2 separate regions of the Danio rerio genome follow, and region 1 is linked to region 2. Evidence: chromatin contacts called from public Micro-C data. All regions are on one chromosome and are shown on one strand. The core of a region is the stretch at or near the end of the contact, and the rest is flanking DNA. Distances in the headings are between cores, read along the strand shown.

What was found. A called contact is a pair of places that touch in the nucleus more often than the background predicts.
Region 1: a contact with region 2 is called in a Micro-C map of caudal fin, with 6 times the contacts expected there. The contact joins the enhancer-like site here to the promoter of dvl1a in region 2. A contact is called at or near these places in 2 of 18 Hi-C or Micro-C datasets (caudal fin and hematopoietic stem cells).

The regions. Positions count from the first base shown.
Region 1 is chr23:32,951,009-32,953,708 of GRCz12tu, forward strand. ccdc187 (coiled-coil domain containing 187) reads right to left here. Exons shown (of 13, transcript NM_001430812.1): 13 at 1,886-2,700. The coding sequence ends at 2,682. It also overlaps a transcript of tnfrsf9a not described here. Among named protein-coding and RNA genes, the nearest start is that of tnfrsf9a, 6.5 kb to the left of the region's middle. Within about 2 kb of position 1,368, at least 11 of the 62 cell types and tissues checked have an H3K27ac peak or open chromatin away from gene starts, as enhancers often do. A contact at or near this core is called in caudal fin, where this site is marked.
Region 2 is chr23:32,846,666-32,849,365 of GRCz12tu, forward strand. It overlaps dvl1a (dishevelled segment polarity protein 1a), which reads left to right and starts at 1,340. Exons shown (of 15, transcript XM_073939134.1): 1 at 1,340-1,750. The coding sequence starts at 1,581.

The DNA of each region.
Region 1 (2,700 bases), core at 118-2,617, 100 kb after region 2:
GTGACAGGATACATGTTAATAAAACATCTGTATGGATATCCGTTATATTAATGTACAAAATAAACCTGATTTAATGTTCACAAATCGGGATTAAAGCGTCTTATTTTATAATTGTACTGACATGCGGCTGTAGTGATGAATTACAACAATTTTACCGACTTTATCTTACTTTATTACATACATGCACTGTTTTAAAAACATTTTAAACTTGTGAAACTCATTCTTGATTACATTTGATGATGACTGATGATCACCAAGAGCTAAACAGATCTTTTAATCCCGGTTGTCTTCAGCACGTCCTGTCTTGTTGATCTGATTATACGTGTTACTACGGAGACATGTTAATATGTGGCTGTCTATTTATTCAGTGGGCGGGCAAACTGCACCCCTACAGATTTTAACGTCAGGAATAGTACCCTATTTTAATGCCAGGAAATTAAAAAGAGATTTATTGTCTTTATATCACCCCAATATGACTGTGGGCACACTATACTGTACCTACAACACACAGTTCTGTCCAAACAGCTTCTAAAAGATTATTTTCATCATAAGTGCTCTTTAAAAAAACCCCTGAAAATCTCTTTTACAAAAAATAAAAAAGTTATCACGTTTCCGCTACTTGTTTGACATTTCCTACTGACATTTCCTCTTAATTACATAACACTGACATGAGCTAGTGTCTCTTGTTGAGTAGTTTAAAAGAATTATTACTACCTTCCTGTTAATAAGCAACTGTTTTCTTATTAGTACTTATAAAAGTACATGATCTAATTTAAAATCTTAAATCCTAACCAATACCTAAACCCACCTACTACCTTAATAACTATTAATAAGCAGCAAATGAGGAATTTGAGGCAAAAGTCATAGTTAATACTTCGCTGAGAACTGAACCTTAAAACAAAGTGTCCCACATTTGGTTAACCATGCAAAAACCAGTAATCCAGTGATTTCATAAGAAACATTCAAACTACACTGTGGTACTGTACTATTTAGCAAAACCTGTTCTGTATATTGTATATATATATTTATCACTATAGAAAACATCAGAGGTCACTGAAAAACTGTGTTGGGGAATTCCTGTAGGTAAAGACAGAGTTCATAGAGTAGACAGTCAGGTCATTAAACGGGTTATTGGGGACAAAATCCTCTGACAGCGAATCTCCTACAATTTCCTTTTGTGTAAATTTCTAGCTTACCTTATCAGAAAGCTAAGGTCAGAAAACCAGTTCAAGGGAGTATTGCTTCTGCAAATAATATAAACACTTAAAGACGAGTTGAAAGATTCTATTCACTTCTAATCTACTATTGCAACTTGAACTTTATCATTATGCACTGTTGGTGAGTGACTCAGCGGGAGTTCCCTAGTGACAAGACTGCAACATTAACATGTCCTTTAGTGTGATTATAGTACATCAAGCGGTTTCAATGAATCACTTGGATTGGTTTTCCTACTAAACCTTGACAACAAGTGCTGACATGTTGAGTTAAATCATGGTGCATCCACAAAAAAATAAAATAAAAAAATATCTTTATAGTGATAATTGATTTGACACGCTGTTTGAAAAATAACAGCTGTAAGGGTTAGGTGGAACAGCTGGTGGGCGAGAGCTGTGGCAATAGTGCGTCTGAAAAGGTCATTCTGAAGAATGTGTCACTTAATGCGTCACCATGTAAAACCCTAACAGGGTAATCCTGTTATAAGAGCATGTCTAACACATGCACAGCGTAAAAACTAAGCCTTTCAAGTTTCATTTTGTGGAAAGAGAATTTGCTGGAATTTGTTAAGGTGCTTCCCGTTGAGATTTGCATGCATTTGGGAAATTCACACAACACAGTATGCAAAATGTGTTTCCTTAAATCTAAAGAAGGATATTGACAGTATGAGTGGATTTATATAGATTTTTTAATCTTCTGTACAAGGATTTTTTTTTTACTTTATACAAGCATTAAAGGTCTGATTGTTGACAACACATTGTTTACACTGATGTAATGACACTAATAAACACGTGTAAAAATGGCACTTATCAGTACAAAATGTTTCATTTCCTCTAACCTGGTAAAGCATATAAAATATGCTGATGTACACTACAAAGGAGGCAGAAGAAGAGAAACAAGACTCCAGGTCTTGTAAACTACTAAATATTATCAGTAATAATATTAAGAATAGTAAACATTTTAAAGCATGAAGCTAACACACGTGTTCTTGAAGGCAACACACAAAAACGAAAATAACACTTTTTTTAAGGCTGAAGTAGTTCCTGGAATACAAGAAGAGGAAAGTACAATCCATAGTAAAAGAATGCCTGCTTGGATGTTGGACAACAATGTGTGTCAACTTCCTTTTTCTTCAGCGTAGTATAATTTCTGATATTCCCAGTCATACAGGAATGCATTTTTTGAACAGCACTGTCTGTTAGATTGGAGCTTTCCCTTTTGTGGTGACATTCTAGCCAGCTGCTAAACCAAAAATGAAACAGAAAACCTAAATACAGCATGACAGATGTTGGCTAGTAACAGCAGCATTATCTGGAGTGCCCCTGTTTTGCAAGTTTGTTTATTACAAATGAATCCCAACAAGTACTGGTGAAAGCAGAAGACTGGAAAATCCCCAAGTGTTGGGACAAGCATGCATATCATGCATATATGACTTATTTAATGCAGGTCATTTCACATGTCCAGCATCACTGCTGCTTGCAATTC
Region 2 (2,700 bases), core at 90-2,589:
ACTCGAGTCTGGATTACTTTAAGGGTTTTTTTTTTTTTCCTTTAGCACCTAATAACTAATGAAGTGAAAGTACCGAGCTGCCCTCTGCTGTTAAGATATGTAATTACCCAAAAAATTCATGCTTGCACAACAACTTAAGAACATTGTACTTTTGTGTTGTTTTATTGTTCTTTATTTTCTCTCTGTTTTATTTAATTGTCACTTTTATTTTAATTCTATTATGTTCCTTTTTAAATGTAGAGTTTGTAGCAATATGCATAAAATATAACTGAAATATTTTGGTTGCAACATTGAATATGTTTTTCAATATTTAATGAAGCTTTCCTATTTACGATTGCTGCTTTAAAACTTTACTGTTGTGTGTGCAATCATTTACTATACTACAACTTAATTATGAATTGCTATGTCCATCACAAGTCCTTAATAAATGAAGGCAAATGGAATGTAAAAATACCTACGTTTGCACAATTGAAAAAAAATTATTTTAACATGTTTGGAAACCACAGCCTAATAAGAACTTGAAAGCAATACAAACTATACAACTGTTTTTGTCTTTCTGACTATTTATATCTCTATGGTGACATATTCTTTTTTTCTTTCAAACTTCAAATGTCCTTTCATTTTCCTTTCCAGACCATAAGACAGAGACAGACAGAGAGACAGTCAGATTAATAAACAGAACAACAACACAAAAATGGATGGATGGAAGGTAGGATGAGACAGATTTATACAACAGATGGAACAAGTGACAGATTTATTAACAGGTGACAGACAGACAGACAGAGAGACAGACAGTCTTTTGGTAGGGACGGATAGATAGATAAAGAGATGATAGACAAAAATAGACAGAAAAATAGATAGATAGACAGACAGACAGACAGATAGATGGATATATAGATGGATAGATAGATAGATGGATAGATTGACAGACAGACAGTCTTTTGTGAATAGATAGATGGACAGACAGACAGTCTTTGTGAATAGATAGACAGACAGATTTTTTAAAAATTGATTTTAGTGTGTTTTTTTCTTAATTTAAATCAAGTTTACCATGAAACAGATGAACATTTTCTTCAACTTTCTTTAAGTTCAGCATCTGTAATGAAAAAAAACATAAATTTTTTGCCAACGTTTGTCTTGTGTTTACGCAAGAACTCATGAATTCCAGTGTTTTAACAGCTGTTGTCTGAGCCACATGGGTTCAGTCGAGTGACTGTCTGGGAGTCAGACTGCCGCTAGAGGGAGGTCTACCTCTACGAGAAAGCAGGAACGGTAAATTCTCCTGAACTCCAGCTCGTCGTAGGGATGTGAACCGTCCCTTCCTGTTTTACTGGCGATCAGAGAGAAACATTGACGCCGCGATAGAGACGCGCAAGCTTCGATTATGTCTGGAACCACTCGCGCCGTCCGACACCGGGATTTTTGTTTGCCTACGTAGACCGGCAACCAGCAATGTCGCGTTATAGCGCGTACATGACACTTGACGACTTGTAGTCTACATATATATTTATTTGTATCTCGCTGCTGCAACCCTTGCTCCTTCTTCTGTCAATGATTGTCCTACCCATATAAGCCTACTCATGGCGGAGACCAAAATTATATACCATATCGACGAAGAAGAAACCCCTTATTTAGTGAAGCTGTCGGTTTCTCCGGAAAAAGTCACGTTGGCGGATTTTAAAAATGTCCTCAACAACCGACCGGTCAACAGTTATAAATTCTTTTTCAAGTCTATGGATCAGGATTTCGGGTAAGTAGGGAGAATTATATTTTGCTCGTATTGTAATGTGTGTTAGTATTGAACAACCCGATCACACCCATGATCGACTCAGCAGTTTGGCAGTCACATGCTTTATAGACGCTGTCAAACCTGGAACGCGTTCGGAACGTTTGGTGTTCGTTGTGACGTTGCTACATTGTTGCATTGTTGCTGCTGGCACCTGCTTTGAACCCGTGTTTTGAAGTGCGCGTTCTTGCGCGGGTGCGTGTGCTCGACTCACAGCCCACCGACACCAGCACTGTGGCAAGCCCATTCAACATGTATGTTCCTTTAAGTGGAGTCGGAAATAGGTGCATGCCTGTTTCCTGAATAAAATGTTACTTACGGTTTATCTCACAGATCTGCCCCTCCTCCCAATATTTGAGTGATACGAATTCTTAAATTGTAGGCAAATCTGAGGCAAAACAAGACAATTGTGAGTGTATATCTCAAACATTTGAATTTGTGACATAAAATTAGGACTTCCTATCTCAGAATATGAATATTTATATAAGGAATAACCTGTTTTAAGGTTTTTTTAATGTTCTGAAACAAGCTTTCGTGAAAGTGTCATAATTATGATCACACGAAAGACTAAGGAAGTCGTATTTACAAGTGAGAAACGTATGCTGTTGAATAGATATATAGGCCTGCATGTTTTTGACCCATAAGATTTCCTGTTTACTTTGTTTTGCTTTCTGCAAAATATTTTCACAGATACCTTGTACTAGTAAGTAATCAAAATTGGATCTTTTTTAATTTCTAGTTTCAGTTATGATATTGTAAATTGAGCTAGTAATTAATAATAATTATTAAACAGGAACTAAGTCTCACTGTATGCTTGCTGATGCTTATTAGCTTCTATAACTAGCTTCAGATATACAGCTTCAGATAATAATATTATTTCTAAAGGAGCTGTTGACATGGTATTGAACCAGAAT